Regions from separate parts of the Danio rerio genome. Here regions 1 and 3 are each linked to region 2. A link is a contact called in public HiCAR-type and HiChIP or PLAC-seq data. All regions are on one chromosome and are shown on one strand. The core of a region is the stretch at or near the end of the contact, and the rest is flanking DNA. Distances in the headings are between cores, read along the strand shown.

Region 1 (3,152 bases), core at 177-2,676, 140 kb after region 2:
CCATTAATAATGCCGTGTAGCTCACAGTTTGTCACTTAAATGGACAGTTACCCTAACAATTTGCTGTTTTTTGTAGGCTATTCACCCTTAGGCCTTCCAGGATATATGGCTTTTTTCATTAGTAGAACAGGTGCTGAAACTGCTCCTTAGTGATTCATAAAATGCAAGTCAATGGTCACTGGCATTTTGAGAGTCAAAAAAAAAAAGAAAATACATTCAGCCAAACTAAATTAAACTCATGGCTCTTGATGATACACGGATGTCTTACAAAGAAAAGTATTGGTCTGTGCATAAAACTGACCATTATTTGCATTGTTCCCTTAAATCCTCAGCATCCACAAATGGTCTCCAAAACGCTTGAGTGCAACCTCAGCATGTGCTGGTAAACTCATACGTGAGCTGATAAAAGTTAAAAGTAATAATGTTCTGTTTCTCACACACTAATTGTTTCAAAAGATCTCATTAGGAGCCTTGGGTATTAATTTTGTGTTGAATTTATTTATTTATTTATATTTAGCCACTGATTTATATTTGATCAATCACAATTTTCATATTTGCGAACTGTCACGTAATGTATCGGCACTTGTGAACATTTCAGTGCAGAATATTAAAACAAGCGCTTATTTTCACCTGTCGTCAAACTCTAGTCGCGTTCGTCAGAGCAGGTAGGCACGCGCTTTCAACTAACATAGTTAAATAAAAGACAAATAGCTTCGTTGTGTATTATTCACCTATAGTTTTACAAATTTAACACACACACTTATATAAACGTTTGTTAGACAAACGTTATGTCAAGCTATCCGCGTTATAGTGGCGCCAAATTACAAGTTGCGCTGCGCGAGTCCAAACCTCTCACTGCGCACTGACACTTACGCGATCATTTGAAATAATTGCTGCATTAAATATTTATGAACACGTTCAACAGGCAAATTCCTTACAAGTGTGAGCAAAGGGCTAATTTATAATGTGATTGACACAACAGCTAAACTACAAGTGGCAAAACATCGTAAAGAATGGCATAATATAACACCACTCATGCACGAGGTATAACTTTACCTTTCTCGCTCCTTGCTTGGCAAATTCTTTGGCCAGGTGACGGCCGATTCCTCTTCCACCTCCAGTGATGAGCACCACGTCAGTGCCCAGATCTCTGCGCTTCTGGCGCGTGAAGAAGCGCACGGTCGCCTTCAAAATGCTGAAGACAATCTGGAAGGGGAAAAGCAACGCGCAGCCCAACACCTTCATCTCCATCATGGTTTTCAGACAGTTCAGGCTTTCTATCGAGTTTGAGGAATAAAGCAGCTCGTGAGTAGGGAGAGTGTGTGTAACTTGTCAGTTGTCATAAGGCACGCTGGAGAAACTGGAAACGAGTCCTGCTTTCCTCGTCCTAGAAGTTTAGAGTCTAACAGAGGTCCATCAGTGTGCCAAGTGTCTTACCTACAAAATCTGCGAGTGAACAACTGTCACACAAGACGTCTCCCCCCCTCTCTCTCTCTCAACCACACACACTCTCTCTCTCTCTTTAGGAGAATGGTTTTAGAACATCGTGTCTCCGTGCGCTTTATTTCAAGAGGCGGGACGGGACTTTTGCAAGTGTCGTTAGTAAATTGAGAGACAATTGGTGAAACATTTATTCATAATTTATGCTGCACTGTTATCCTCTCATTATATGTGAAGTCATGCTGATCAGCGTTAAAGACTTAAAGGAACTCATCATCGTGAACACTGTTGGGGGTCTCATTAGTAATGTGCATGTATTTTGTCACCCAACTTTTTCGAGCACCGGCAACGCCGCATTCATTTAGCACATCTCTGCAATTTGATGTTCCACACGGACTTGCTCTGAAAAAGTGAAGTGCACTTAAAAGGATATTCAATGGAAAATGAAATTCTTATCATTCACTCACCCTCAAGTTGCTTCTATTCATCAGCTGAATTAATACAAAATATATTTTAATTATGCAGTTCCAGGTCCTCACCGATTTCCACGGTATAAAAAACAAAAAGCTAGTTCTATTCTTTACATAAATTTCCTAATAATTTTTATTTTGTTCACAGAATGTTTTCGGTTGCAAAACAATAAAACCTAAAAGAATTTAGAGATTTTCTGGTAACACTTTACAATAACAGTACATGACGAATCATGTGTTAATATGTAAACTAAACATTACTTTATTATGAACTAATGATGAGTTAATGTATGCGCTAACCGTGAACTAACTTTAACTACAACACATGAGTCACATGAGGTCATCTGTGAATAATGGCTATCTTAATTACTTTTTAGTACATGATTGTTTTTTTAATTAATGTATTAATTACCACATTAGTTTATGCTTAATTTAACCATCATGAACGCATGACATGTTAATATATAATTGTCATGACTTTTCTTGGAGGGGTACATCATCATTAACCCATTCTTAACTACTCACGAACTCCTTATGCACATCCGTCCAGTGTGTTTACACTGGATAACAATGGAAAAGTGTTCTGTCAACATCAAAAAGATTAAACACAGGAGTTTATGAGTAGCTAAGGATGAGTTATTGATGATCTGCCCCTCCAAGTAAAGTCGTGATGTGATATAATTATACATTAACAGCTTATGTGTCGTGTTGGTTACATTTAGCTTAAACTTAAATGTTAATTAACATTAATTAACATCATGTACTAACAAGTAATTAAGGTGACATAATTTACACATGAACTAATGTGACTCACATTGTAGTTAAAGTTAGTTTCCGATTAGTGCACGCCTTAACTCATCTTTAATTCATAATAAAGTAATATTTAGTTTACATATTAACACACCTTTATTCATGTACTGTTATTGTAAAGTGTTACTGATTTTCTTTTGGTTCTTTAAAAAACAAATTAAGTTAGGGGAATGTTATACGTGTATTTACTGGGTGTTTGACCAGAATTTTCATTTAGGGTGAACTATACTTTTAATAAAATTAAAAAAAAAAAATTCAGAAATATTGACCAATATCCCACAATTAAGAATGCTGATGTAGTCTAAAATGTAAAATACCACAACAATTTTGATCTAGCTTTAACATTTGCATGCATAAAACTGACAGAAATCAAAATAAAATAAATGTTAAACATTTAAAATGTTTTTTTCCCACTCATATAAAATATTAAAG
Region 2 (3,293 bases), core at 752-3,251:
TACATAACTGTAACCCTGTGAATGATGTTACAGTTGAATAATTTGTAGTATTGCTATTGGTTTATTTTCTATGAAAGAACATTTGTGGCCCGTTATGTTTTTCTTCAATAAAATATGGAGCAAGGGTCAGTGTCATGGATCATGTCATATGTGTTTATTTATTCCTCTTGTCTAAAAGATTTTGTTTGTAAATGCTGTACTGATCCAGACCACAAGAGGGAGCAAAAAGCTGCAAAACGAGAATTGTATTTTCTGACGTTATTTTTTTATTTATTACCTGTCACATGCTTTAATGTAACACTGATCCCTACATATAACTATGATCTCTTCCTTACAGTGATCATCAGGTTTCTTGAAATGCCTATAACTCCCCCCTAAAGCCATTTGACCTGCGCTGCCAACGTAACTGAAGACTTAAGCCTCGCTCTTGCCATCTATTCAGCCTAGTCTTGTTTTGATGACATCCTCCACTGTCAACCGGACACCAAACAAATTAGTGAGCTGTGTAAAAGTGGTGGATGGGGAATCAGCTTCTCCAGCTGTTAGAATGATTAGAAAGCTTTTGGCTGTGATTTGGGGTACTACTGTGTAGAGTACAAATTCTGACCAGATGGTTTTGTCTGTGCCACTAGTTGTACTTTTCACTGTACATTAATTTCTTTTTGCAGGTGACTATATGATAAATATCAGTGCGCAGAGTGTTCTGGATACTTTTAGGTGGCTTGGAGTACACCAGTTTTGTCCAGGAGGTCATGACAAATCGAGGTCAAGTAAAGTAGCATCAACAGCTAACCTTTGAAATACGATCGAACTCTGTCAAGCCCATCTGATAACTGTAGCATCAGTTCATTGGCTGTGGTGGACAACAGTGTCTGTTTAATCCCAGTGGAATTAGCAACACAACAAACCACACCAAAACTACAATGAATTATTAATCCAGTAATCCTATAATCTGTATTAATACGTTGCCATGTTATTCTACCTATACTACTGTATGCTTAAATCTACATGAATGCAATTTGCCAGTACTGTTGTGATTGAAAATGCTTTAATGACTTGGCCCAGTTTCCTTGATCCCATGTAGTTAGGACTTCGACGCTGTGCATTCAAGTGGGTGTCCTAGTTTCCGAGACATTCATATTTTGTGACTATCTGTGCTTTTTTTCCCCAACTCAAACTATTTATTTTGTCGCCAGTTGTCTCAGGATTGCATAGGTTCACAGAGGTGACAGTCTCTTGCTCTTGGGCATGTTGGTGAGGATCATCTAGAATGAGGGCCTAGAATGCACCTGGAAGAAAAGTGTGTCACCATGTCCTCAGTTGAGGCTGACAGGTGCTCTATTTTTTTGAGAGGGGCTGACATGCAGACTTCTGGCTGTGTTCAAATGTGTATATGGGATTATCTCATGTTTCTGTTTTAAAGACCCTGGTGAGAGAATCTAGGCTCCACTAAGCCTCATCATACACCTTCCTTGACATGGTTCCGTGAAAAGACATGGAATCAACTCATGTCCTCCAAAGCAGGGCACACAGATTACCATCCTTTTATTTTCTTGCATGCAAACTACATTTAGATCCCAGTAAGTAGCATTATCTTTTGTTTGTGACCTTTCTTGTTGTGTCCCATTGATTACTCAACTGTGTCAAACAGTGTGCTGCTCATGATATTTATCATTAATTCATGTGCCAGACTTTAATTGTTAATAGAAAATCTGCACAGCACTTCCGACACTGTCAAATTCCCTACTGAGAAGATATCCTGTACCTACCTCTTTCTTTGCACTAATGAACTTGACATTTCTTTCTTTTACAGGGACACTAGGGGAAGTTACTTTTCACACAAGTTTTTCAAAGATGTGCCTCATGAAAAGGTCAAAGGCAAGTCTCTTTTTTTCTGTTGTTGGTGATGCCTGCCAGAAAGGTCAAGGTTAGGATTTGACCTATGGGAGTATTGTGTAATTCCACCGGGCAGTGCCATGCCATTCTCCAGTGCATGTGATGTAAGAGGAAAGCTGTCTGTGGTCACAGCATGTGTTCTGTTTGCCTGGAGATTTACAGCAGCACAGGAGTAAACATGAATTCGGAACACAGCGACAAAAATAAACAACAACAGCTGGAAAAGAGATGAGTAATGACTGCTTTCATGGACGCACTAGAGAAGAGGTACTGTCATAACCTTTTTGTATTCCTCACGATGCATGTAGACAGATTTTTGGGGACAGCTGTTACATTTAGAATATAAACAAGCACGATTGAAATGTTTAGCTGTGATGAGGTGGGAAGGTTTTGCGTGCAATATTTGATTCGTACTGTGGCATGCAATAGACAGCAATAATCCTCTCCACTGAGGTTCACACAGTTATTCACAGTCACCATCTCTCACTTTCAGGGCAGTAATCTGCATGCACACAGCACCATGTTAATCGTCACATGCATCACCATGGCAATGGAGCCATAATATAAAATCAGACACTACGTGACTGAATTGAAGGACAACAAAAAGAAACCGAATGTCATGAGATGTCAATACTATTGCCAACAAGTCATTATTCATTCATTCAGAATTGCAACTACAGCCTTGGGTCAAATGTGCTATTAGCACCACGTTACGACTTGCACCTATTCAAGAGCAGAAACGTTTGGACCAAGATAAGGATCCTTACATGGTACACATTTAATTGTGAAAAAATCCAGAATTCCCTTTCAACCGTGGGTTAACCGAGTGGGCTACACCTCCCCTTCTAACGTCACACTGCCCTCCCCTCTCGGTGCCCCCAGCGCTTCCCAGTCTGTGGTTCACTCGTCTCTGTTTACCTCTACTAATCCCTCACATAGCCGTCTCTCTCACTCTCTCTCTCTCTCTCTCCCTTCCCCACATTCTCTCGATTGCTGTCTCTCCTCCCCTTTCATGCTCAGAGCTAGCGGCTTGCCACACGACCCACACTGCCTGCTACATGATCTCCTGGAAAATAGAGCTCCGTGTTTTTGTAGCTGCTTTTCGCTGCACGAGCCTTTGTAGATTGCAATCTAGGAGACAAGGAAAGATGCCTTCACGACAAACCTGACTCTAGTCATCTCCAGATGCACCCCTGTCCCCTTTCCTAGTATCTCACCCCCTGACCTTTTACCCCATCCCCTCTCCTTTACCCTTCTCCAAACCTCCCTCTCTTAATCCCCCCCAAACCTCCCCTTCACCTCGCACCCTCTTGACAATGTTCTCATGTGTACGCTGGCTTCAGCCTTTCCTTGCCTTGCTGTCCTCTACCTTGATATCTTGCGGGTACAACTGTCCA
Region 3 (3,398 bases), core at 199-2,698, 150 kb before region 2:
AATAAAAATTTCAAGATATGGGCAGAAAAATATTCAGTCTTCATTCAATCTAACAAAATCACAGTTGAAGTCAGAATTATTACCCCCCCTGTTTATTTTTTTCCCCAATTTCTGTTTAAAGGAGAGATTGTTTCAACACATTTCTGAACATAATAGTTTATCATTTCTAATAACTGATTTATTTTATCTTTGCCATGATGACAGTAAATAATATTTGACTAGATATTTTTCAAGACACTTCTATACAACTTGAAGTGACATTTAACGGTTTAACTAAGTTCATTAGGTTAATTGGGCATGGGGTTATTAGGCAAGTTATTGTATAACGATGGTTTGTTCTGTAGACTCTCGAAAACAAATATAGCTTAAAGGGGCTAATAATTTTTACTTTAAAATGGTTTTAAAAAGTAAATCTACTTTTATTCCACCCAAAATAAAACAAATAAGACTTTCTCCAGAAGAACAAATATTCAGACATACTGTCAAAATTTCCCTGCTCTGTTAAACATCATTTTGGAAATATTTTAAAAAGAAATAAAAATTCAAAGGGGGGCTAATAATTCTGACTTCAGCTATAATAATAATTAAATAACATAGGCTACTTATTCTGATATTAAAATATATCAAAGATTATCATACTAAATTTTATTTAAAATTATTATAAACGTCTTGCTGACAAATTGTTAATAGCTGGTTTGAAGGTTAATGTTAAAAAACAAAGATTTAAATGAGTATTTTGGGGGCTGTGATCACTATGATCCTTAAATAGAGTCGTCTAATGTTTGATGTCTTGTATAGTAAATATGCCCGAAGTAAACATTAAAAAATTGTAATAAATAATAAATGACTTGAATAAATAATAATGATATATTAGTAATAACAAGTGAGTAACAGACAAATAATTAAGTAAATAATATATTCTATTTTCGTCTGTGACCATTGTTCGACTATTTTATTAAAATAACATTTCTAAATAAATATGTTTTAGGCTACTTTAATTAAAGTGCCTTCATTTATTTGTAGGATTGCCTAAATCAGTATATCATTGCATATTAGAGAAATCATGAATATTAACGTAGATTAAAAATATATTTTATTAATAATAATTAAATAAAATTATGACAGAACTTTGTTTTTTTATTGTTAAACTATTTGTGTTAAATTGTTTCATTTTAAGTATTGCTATTGATTAAATTATTTATATTAAATTTAAGTAAATAGGCATAATAATATAATATAATATAATATAATATAATATAATATAATATAATATAATATAATATAATATAATATAATATAATATAATATAATATAATATAATATAATATAATAATCTTGCAGACACTAGTGTTTGAGCATCATTGTCATACTCACATTCCCGCCCCCTCGTCTGCGTTTCATTGGTTTCGTCCAAACTTGCTTTAGTTCTTCCAGTCCGATGGGGTTTATTCGAGTGCTTGTGATCATAGTGTGTTCACAGATGGCCCGCCGGACAAGTTTTCAATGAATATTCTGGGTCTTTACAGTCAAATGCCTAAATTTACGGCAATTATGGATATAATTCGTTTGTTGTGGATAATACGGCTTGTGTGGGCTGTTGAAGGTAAGAGCATGTGTCTGTGTCAAGCGTGCGTGTTTTCAAATGTCTGTTACTGTACTTTTACCGCTTCGTGTCAATGATGATATAAATCAAAACAGGATGATGAATATATGTAAAAGCCGCGAATAATATTGTTGTACAGTCCCGTCATATTATTTTAAGTTAAAGGCTTTCGTTTCCATTAAAGTGGACCGAAAACAGGTGCACTGCAACTGTCTGTGGATAAAAATGAGTTGATATGGTTTCCCTTGGTTAAACGTTGTCTATACAATCAGCACAACAATGTTCATTTATAGCAAAAGTTTAAATGTTAATGTAAAAATAAAAATTCTGTCTCTATTTATTTAGAATATATTCCAAAGATGTATGGATTTTTTTCTGTGTAACACAAAAGATGTTAGCCAGTCAGTTCCATTCACCTTTATTGCACTTTTTCCACAATGAAAGTGAATGGTGACTGAGGCTTATGCTATTATCTTTTGTGTTCCACAGAAGAAAGCAAGACACTGATTTGCACATGGGTGTAAAAAATGATGTCTGTTCAAGCAGCATTATCACGTCTCTTTCTGTCTCACAGAATGGTACATCTTCAGTACAGTTGAGTTAAAACATAGACATAAACCCAGTGACCTCCCAAGTGCATAGACGTCAGTGGGGGTATTTTATATGGCAATTGCCATTGCAAATAGGTGTCTAGTTAGATTTTGAAGGCTGTAGAATAACTTTGAATAATACAATATTTTTTTAAATAATCTTAAAATACTTTCATGGTACATTTTTTTGTCTATCATCTAACGGTCTGTTATTACACGTGGGCCATTGTCTCAAATCCTCAGCTGTAGATCTGCATCTGCACCTCATCATTCAAGAGACTTAATCATTTTTTAAACTCCAAGATAATTAATTCTTATTGCTTTTAATATAAGTTAAAAAATAACATCCTCTGAGAATTTATAAGTCAATTACTTCATTATACTGTATATAGGATGAATCAGAGTGGCTCTAGAAGTTCCCATTACATACTAGAGTTGGTCATCGTTGAGGTGATGGACCTGTTGCTACAAGAAATGAGAGGGCAAACATGGCAATATTTACTTATTTCTTTTAAGCATGATTTTATTGGTAATGCCGTCATCTTATTCTTTGCTATGCGTGTTCATGATTAACAGTTTTCATGTTTTCCCATAGCGATATAATTAAATCTATTAATTTAGTGTGAAGAACAGACATGGGCCGGTATAAGTTTCTAACTGTAGGATAACCTTGGATAAAAATATCATGGGTTCGCAGTATTGTTTTTACTGCTCTAAATGTTGTTCTTTTTAAATATCTGTGTAAAAACAACAACTTTTTTCCAATTAAACACGATATATTTTATTTTAGGAAACATTTTTAACATTTTGGAGCTGTAAAAATGTCAGGCTAAATAATTTTAATAAATTGTTGACTTCTGTACTCTTCATTAGTTTCAAAAACACATTTCTTTACAACACATAAAAAAACATAAAAAACTTTCACATACCTTAGGAACTGTATAAGAGTTTTAAAACCTTGACTTTTCAAAATCGTGGTAAACGTCGAAACCGGTTATCATGCCATGTCTAGTAAAGAATGTTGTGATAATATAAAACTGGAATTTTATACTGGGGTTTATATTGGGCACTGCAAAGAAGTACTATGGGGTCTGTGGAAATTTTAATGTAAATAAAAATAATGTAATTCATAAAATAAATATTGTATTACGATAAATAAATAACTACCTTATTGTAATAAAATACATTCTTATTAATTAATTTTC

The links. HiCAR-type assays count read pairs that join an accessible place to other places. HiChIP or PLAC-seq counts read pairs in DNA pulled down with a chosen protein or histone mark.
Region 1: a contact with region 2 is called in an H3K4me3 HiChIP or PLAC-seq map of gastrula embryo, with 4 times the contacts expected there. The contact joins the promoter of dhrs3a here to the promoter of lrrc38a in region 2. A contact is called at or near these places in 2 of 4 datasets of contacts at active chromatin or transcription factors (embryo and gastrula embryo).
Region 3: a HiCAR-type map of caudal fin shows a contact between it and region 2, with 4 times the contacts expected there. The contact joins the promoter of ephb2a here to the promoter of lrrc38a in region 2. A contact is called at or near these places in 5 of 18 Hi-C or Micro-C datasets (caudal fin, embryo, hematopoietic stem cells and 2 more) and 1 of 4 datasets of contacts at active chromatin or transcription factors (caudal fin).

Annotation. Positions count from the first base shown.
Region 1 is chr23:24,573,235-24,576,386 of GRCz12tu, reverse strand. dhrs3a (dehydrogenase/reductase (SDR family) member 3a) reads right to left here and starts at 1,426. Exons shown (of 6, transcript NM_001003477.1): 1 at 1,057-1,426. The coding sequence starts at 1,251. All of the region lies in intron 1 of LOC141380488 (a long non-coding RNA gene), which reads left to right.
Region 2 is chr23:24,711,773-24,715,065 of GRCz12tu, reverse strand. It overlaps lrrc38a (leucine rich repeat containing 38a), which reads left to right and starts at 2,001. Exons shown (of 3, transcript XM_691249.9): 1 at 2,001-2,163; 2 at 2,390-3,293. The coding sequence starts at 3,213.
Region 3 is chr23:24,859,323-24,862,720 of GRCz12tu, reverse strand. It overlaps ephb2a (eph receptor B2a), which reads left to right and starts at 1,448. Exons shown (of 16, transcript XM_021469950.3): 1 at 1,448-1,603. The coding sequence starts at 1,504.